Regions from separate parts of the Sus scrofa genome. Here region 2 is linked to region 1. The links are chromatin contacts, called in public targeted proximity ligation maps. All regions are on one chromosome and are shown on one strand. The core of a region is the stretch at or near the end of the contact, and the rest is flanking DNA. Distances in the headings are between cores, read along the strand shown.

Region 1 (3,876 bases), core at 675-3,174:
GGGAACCATCAGGTTGCAGGTTCGATCCCTAGCCTCGCTCAGTGGGTTAAGGATCCGGCGTTGCCATGAGCTGTGGTATAGGTCGCAGACGCGGCTCGGATCCCGCATTGCTGTGGCTCTGGTGTAGGCCGGTGGCTACAGCTCTGATTAGACCCCTAGCCTGGGAACCTCCATATGCCGCGGGAGTAGCTCAAGAAATGGCAAAAAGACAAAAAAAAAAAAAAAAAAAAAAAAAAAAAAAGAGTTGATATATGCATATGTATAACCAAATCACTTTGCTGTACACCTGCAACTAACACATTTTAAATCAGCTGTACTCCAGTATAAAAGAAAAATTAATAAAACATTAATCAATTGTATTTCTATACGTCAACAACGAACACTCCAAAAATGAATAGAATTCCATTTATAATAGCATCAAAAAGAGTAATTACCTAGGACTAAATTTAACAAAAGACGTGTAAGACTTACACAACAAAAACTACATTGTTTTGAAAGAAACGAAAGACCCAAATAAATGGAAAGACATTCAATGTTCCTGGATTGAGAAATTGATTTGGTTGAGCTGTCAACACTCCCCAACGTGACCTACCAATTCAACACGATTCTTATCAGAATCCTAGCTGGGGGCTCTTTTCACAGAAAGGGACAGACTGACCCTCCTGTCCACACGGAAATGCAAGGGACTCTGAAGCACCGATCCTGGAAAGAGACAACAAAGACGGAGGACTCGCACTCCCCGACGGCAAAGCCGCCTTCAACAGCTCCCACTGTCATCTCGTAGCAGTGACAGGGTCGCACTGGCATGAGGACGCACAGATCAGTACGATAGAACTGTGGGTCCAGAAAGAATCCTTTATATCCATTTTCAGTTGGTCTACTGATTTTTGGCAAGGGCACCCAGAGCACTCCTGGGGAAAGAACAGACTCCTCAACACATGCTCCTGGGGCAACTGGGTGTCCGTGTGCAAAAGACCCCTCTGTCAGTCCACACACACAGAATTAACTCGAAATGGATCACAAACCTGAATGTAAGTCTCAAACGACAGAACTCTTAGAAGAAAATGGGACTACATCTTTGTGACTTTATATCAGGCAATACTTTCTTATACACAACACCAGCAGTACAGGTGACATCAGAAGAAATAAACCAGACTTCATCAAAATTATAAATGTGTTGTTTCAAACACTATCAAGTAAGTGAAATACACAACTCACAGAACGGGAGAAAATACTTGCAAACCATCTATCTGTTGAGAGATCTGTAGCTAGAATAAATAAAAACTCCCGCCAAACAACAAAACCACAAATAACACAATTTGAAAATGAGTAAAGGGAAGTTCCTATTGTGGCACAGCAGGTTAAGGATCTGGCATCGTCTCTGTGGTGGTACAGGTTTGATCCCAGGCCAGGCATCTGGCATTGCTGCAGCTGTGGTGTAGGTTAAAACAACAGCTCAGATCCAAGCCGTGGCCCAAGGACTTTCACATGCTACAGGTGGGGCCAAAAAATAAATACATTTTTCAAAAATAAAATTGCGGGGAGTTCCTGTCATGGCTCAGCAGTAATGAATCCAGCTAGTATCCATGAGGACACAGGTTCGATCCCTAGCCTTCCTCAGTTGGCGAAGGATCCAGCGTTGCCATGAGCTGTGGCAAAGACTGCTGACACGGCTCAGATCAGGCACTGCTGTGGCACAGGCCAGCAGCGGTAGATCCAATTCAACCCCCACCTCCCTGGGAACTTCCATATGCTGCAGGTATGGCCATATCCAAAAAAAAAAAAAAAGTAAAATTTTAAAAACCAACTTAAAAAAAAAAATAAAAAGACATTTCTGGGAGATCCATCCCCCTGTGACTCAGCTGGTAAAAGAACATGACTAGTATCCATGTGGGTTCAATCCCTGGCCCCGCCCAATAGGTTAAGGATCCAGCATTGCCACATGCTGCGGTGTAGGTCACAGATGTGGCTTGGATCCAGTGTGCTGTGGCTGTGGAGAAGGCTGACAGCTGTAGCTCTGATTCAGCCTCTGGCCTGGGAACCTCCATGTGCCACAGGTGCAGCCCTAAAAGTAAATAAATAAAGAGAAATACATTTCTCCGAAGATGACACACAAACGGCTACAAAACACATGAAAGGATGCTCCACACCACTAGTTATTGGAGAAATGCACATCAAGACCACAATGACAATGCCTTTTTTTTTTTTTGCTTTTTAGGGCTGCACCCACGGCATATAGAGGTTCCCAGGCTAGGGGTCCAATTGAAGCTACAGCTGCTGGCCTAAGCCACAGCCACATCAGATCCGAGCCGCATCTGCAACCTACATCATAGCTCACGGCAACGCTGGATCCTTAACCCACTGAACGAGGCCAGGGATTGAACCCGAAACCTCATGGTTCCCAGTCAGATTTGTTTCCACTGCGCCATGACGGGAACTCCCAAAACCTCAACGAGACACTACTGCACACCCACGAGGAAAGCTATCATTGAGACAGATAATAACAGGTATTGAGAAGGGTTTGGAGACACTGGAGCTCTCATACGCGGCTGCTGGGAATATGAAAGCACGCAGGAACTCTGGAAAATCCTTTAGCAGTTCCCCCAAAGGTTAAACACACTTACCAAATGACCCAGCCGGGAGTTCCCGTCGTGGCGCAGTTAACGAATCCGACTAGGAACCATGACGTTGTGGGTTCGATCCCTGGCCTCGCTCAGTGGGTTAAGGATCCGGCGTTGCCGTGAGCTGTGGTGTAGGTCGCAGATGCAGCTCAGATCCCGCGTGGCTGTGGCTGTGGCGTAGGCCGGCGGCTACAGTTCCGATTGGACCCCCAGCCTGGGAACCTCCATGTGCCGCAGGTGTGGCCCTAGAAAAAGAAAAAAAGAGAAAACAAAAACCCCAAATGACCCAGCTGTCTTCACCTAGATTTGTACCCAGGAGAGCTGAAAATGTGTCCACATAAAAATATGTATGTGAATATTCACAGCAGCATCTTTCACCACAGCCCAGAGGTGGCAGACCCACCAAATGGAATATTATTCAGCCTTGAAAAGGAATGGGCTCACATAAGAAGAAACAGACTGAGTAAAGCTTTATCTACAGCTCCAATTAGACCCCTAGCCTGGGAAACCTCCATGTGCTGCGGGTGTGGCCCTAAAAAAACAATAAATAAATAAATAAATAAATAAATAAATAAAGACTTCACCCCACAAATTTCAGACATTCAGGTGGGGCCAGGCCTGCCTATGTTTGAAAGCTCCCCACGTACATGGACCGTAATGAGCATCCCCGTCTCACGTGTTTCTACCGGAGACGTGTGAGCCAGCACAAGGGCAACGCATCCCACCGCCTGCATGCGGAGGCCCTGGGCGAGGGCTGCGGGGACGCCCTGGCTGACTCCAGAGGAAGCCTCGGATTTTGCCAGATGGAAAATGAATGCGGCCCATTCTAGGTGGAAGACACAGGGAGACACAGACGTGTCTCGTCTGGGGGCTTGGGGAGGGGCAGATGACCCCACTTCCTTAAAACATCACGTCCATCCTGGAAGTGAGCTGGGGAGATGGAAGAAGCCAGGGAGGGCCACATGCACAAGGGTCTTTTCCTTTCTTTATCTAAAAAAAAATCCATTTAATTTTTGTTTGTTTTTGTTTTTTGTCTTTTCTAGGGCCGCTCCTGTGGCGTATGGAGGTTCCCAGGCTAGGAGTCTAATTGGAGCTGTAGCCGCCGGCTTGCAACGCAGGATCCGAGCCGCGTCTGCGACCTACACCCCAGCTCACGGCAACGCCAGATCCTTAACCCACTGAGCAAGGTCAGGGATCGAACCCGCCACCTCATGGTTCCTAATCGGATTCGTTCACCCCTGCGCCACAACGGGAA
Region 2 (3,876 bases), core at 591-3,090, 280 kb after region 1:
GGGGCTGTGGCCCTCCCAGGGCCTCGCTCCTTCCACGCTCCCACTTGACAGGCTTTGGCAGCTCCAGCTATGGCCTCAGTTCTTCCACACTTTTGTTACAGGAAACAGTAAGACAGTACGTATTTGGTTAGTATGTTAACCATCTGATGTCTCCAGGAACTATTACCCTCATACCCCTACACACATGGCCACATGGCTCCCCCTACTTTTTTATGGTCTTTTTAGGGCCCACCCACAGCATATGGAAGGTCCCAGGCTAGGTGTTGAATTGAAGCCGTAGTTGCTGGCCTACGCCACAGCCACAGCAATTCAGGATTCGAGCCATGTCTGCGACCTATACTGTAGCTCATGGCAACGTCAGATCCTGAACCCACAGAACGACTGCACGTCCTCATGGATACTAGCTGGGTTCATTGCCACTGAGAACAATGGGAACTCCCCACACAGCTCTTTATCCAGTTGAAAACCAGTCCTGTCCCTTAGACATATAAGCAGTCTGGTTTAAATCAATGATTTTTTTTTTTCTTTGTTTTTTGAGTGCCACACCCTCAGCATATGGAAATTTCCAGGCTTGGAGTTGAATCAGAGTTGCAGTTGCCAGCCTACACCAGAGCCACAGCAATGCCAGATCTGAGCCGTATCTGCGACTTACACCACAGCTCATGGCCACGCTGGATCCATAACCCACTGCGCAAGGCCAGGGATGGAACCTGAATCCTCATCGATCCTAGTCGAGTTCCTTACCGCTGAGTCACAACGGGAACTCCTAATCAGTGATTTCTGTTCTGTGGGAATAATACTATAAACAACATCAGAGAACACTTTAAAGCGGAGAAGTGGCTACGGATGGTTTCCTCAGAGGATGGTTACCTAGTTTCTCGCCTCTCAAAGGATGTGCAGCACTGTCCTTCGGTGGCGGGGGGCAGGGGGCCTGTTAGCGATGCAGAAAATCAGGCTCCACTCTAGACTTACTAAGCGGAGTTGTATTTTGATCAGATCACTACGTGAGTCCAACGCACAGGAGAGTCTGAGAAGCCTTGGCTGCTTCTTACACAGGTCTTGGTTTTGCTGATCCTTTTGATACCTCTACTCAGACGAGAAAAGAGTCAGGCTATCTGGGGTCTTCAGTGGATCAGTTTCGGCCACTGGCAATTTTTAGGGAAGCTGACTCTACTCACTATCCACTCTTTCGCACGGCTGCGGGGACTGGCAGAACCTACTCGATGCTCACGAAACCATCACTCCACCCAGCTGCAAGCGAAAGGTCAGCAACGCGTCCAACAGTAGGAGACAAAAGGTAAGAGAGAGTAAAGTGACAGGAAGGGCTAGCAGTGAAATCTCCAATTCCTCACGTTGGTAAACCAAACCTGAAGTTTCTTCTCGACCTTTCCAAACACTGCTGTTGAAAGCATGACCGTGAACGACGCATTTTGGAAACCACCTTGTAAACAAACGATGCTGGCACAGGGTCTCCAGGACTGTACATACACTGTGCCGGGCACGCACTCGCCCGACCGTAAGGGCTGCTTGCTGGTGCAGAGAAGGAGGCAGGACTTGCCTGATGCTGTGTGGAGGAAGCTGCCAGGAAGAGACATTTGGAACCAGGGAGAGTGTTGAAGTGATTGGTGATAAGGACAAACGGGCCTTTATTTTCCTGTTCGCTTATTCTTGGATTTAAATTTTCAGTACAGTTAGTCACTCAAGTAGAACACAAACTTTAGGATATCACTATCTCAAACACCATCAAAAGTGTTTGCTCAGGGAGAAAATAATCAATGGGGCACCCTTACCACTTGACCCCACCTCCACTTTTCCATTCCTTTTCCTCATGTTCAAAAATCCAAAGGTTACCTTTGGAAGCAAAAGTGCAACTAAGTGCTATAAATGGGTCTTGTAACACAGTATGTTGCAAATGTGACTTCCCTCTAGAATCTTTCTTAAGCTGTCTTTCAGCCTTTATCCATAGCCCCAGTCTCAGTTCCAGTTAACGCGGCCTACCCAGGAGGAACCTACCCTGCTGGCTGTATAAGGAGCCTGATCAGGGCCTTCCTGGAAGGCAAGCAGAGTCCAGCCCAGGAAGGTAGCACTGAAGGTCTACCCAGTAGGAAACCACACCACTCATGCCCCCTCCCCAGAAGGCCTACAGTGATCCCCTGAACACCTGGCCCCACAAAGAGCTGCCAGGGTTGTAGCCTGCCCTGGTGTTGCCAGTATCTTTGTTTTTCATCCTTAATTCCTTCCTTACAGCAACTGCTCCAAACAACAACATATGGACCATAGGATGAAACCTCACCAGAAGCCACTGCCTTCTGCCAGGCTTCCCAAGCTTTGCTCTACCTAGCTGCAACTGCCCTGGGCCCAGACGGAGGATGGATAGCCGGGAAATACACAGGGACATATCTGCTTAAGCTCTAATAGGCATGTCTTTGGCTCAGTGGTGAGCCCAATTACGACCACTCCTGTCTTATATGGCTTTCCCAACTCACAGAGACAGGCTAAAAAAGACAGGGTTTTTTAATTTTTATTTTTCATTGTTTTAAACAGTGGCCATTATGGACTGAATTGTTTTCCCTCCTAAACTCAGATGTCCTAATGCTCAGTACCTCGGAATGTGACTCTGTTTAGAGACAGGCCTTTAAAGTGGTGACCAGGTTGAAACTCCCTTGGGGTAGACTTTGCGCCCGCCCAAATGCTGTCCTTAGAGGAGGAGGGTATCAGGACATGTAGGAGAGACACCAGGCGGTGCATTCATAGCAGAAAGGCCTTGTCAGGATGCAGGGAGGAGGCGGCCAGCTGGGGAGAGAGGCCCGAGAAGCCAGAGTTGCCGACACCTTGATCCTGAACTTCCAGCCTCCAGAACTGTGAGAAAATAAATGCCTGTTGTTCCAGCTGCCAGTCCGTAGGACTTTGTCATGGTGGCCCTGGCCAACTAATAGGGTGGCCTTCAACGGTGATCAAACACCAGGTGGGGGTGGATCTGGAGAGGTCCAGACCCTCTGTGCATGCACTGTTGCTCTCTGACCTTTGTACATGCTGAGACTCGAAGTCCTCATTCTTGGGGACAGACAGGAATAGGCTGTGGGACTGTGACTAAGTCCTTGAAAACTGAGAGTGCCCCCAATCTATTTTCCATTCAGACGAACACGTGGCTTCCTGGAAGTGCGGCCTCTAAGTACCTGCTGACTTTGGGGAAATACTAACCTTGTAGTTATGCCAGTTACTTCTCTCTTTACTAATGGTAACATCAAATGATCTCACGCTGCAGAAAGATCACGCTGGAGAGCTTGTTTGCTAAACTTAACAGAAAGGAGCAAAGCAACCAGCCTTAGGATGTACCACTGCCCCCGTCAACCAATGCAGTGCTCAGAGTACGAGGAGACAGTTTATGCTACTGACCCATTTCGTTGAGAATTGGATTCTGAATTATTTTCTGAGAGTAAAGAGAGGGTTCCAGAATTCCCAAAATACATGTTGGAGTAAATTTGCATCCCTCTCCCTCCATTCTCTTGTCAATACCCAACAACAGATAGTTATACTTAAGTGTGATTAAATCTATTTCAACAAACATAAACCAGAAGGTGTATTAGGAAGTGGAAATAAAACCACGAACAAGACACTGTCCCTGACTTTCAGAGGAGATTAGAGCAGACCAGGAACTCAAACTCAAAATGTCCGTGTGGGCAGCAGGTAATGCAAACTGCAAGCAAACCACAATGAATCATGCTGCCCAATATTCGCCAAGCCAAAGTGAGATTCAGTTTGCCTCGGCTTTAAATGTGAAGCCAGAAACCTGGGATTTTACACAGAATCAGATTTTACATATCGGTTGCTAACTCAGTGGTTGTTAATGCTAGTGAGGATAAATGTGTACGGCTG

What was found.
Region 2: a targeted proximity ligation map of alveolar macrophages shows a contact between it and region 1. A contact is called at or near these places in 1 of 47 Hi-C or Micro-C datasets (epiblast stem cells) and 1 of 2 datasets of targeted methods (alveolar macrophages).

Annotation. Positions count from the first base shown.
Region 1 is chr3:3,925,982-3,929,857 of Sscrofa11.1, forward strand. The region is part of intron 20 of TNRC18 (trinucleotide repeat-containing gene 18 protein); the gene reads right to left. Among named protein-coding and RNA genes, the nearest start is that of TNRC18, 68 kb to the right of the region's middle.
Region 2 is chr3:4,209,846-4,213,721 of Sscrofa11.1, forward strand. The region is part of intron 13 of RNF216 (E3 ubiquitin-protein ligase RNF216); the gene reads right to left. Among named protein-coding and RNA genes, the nearest start is that of FSCN1, 78 kb to the left of the region's middle.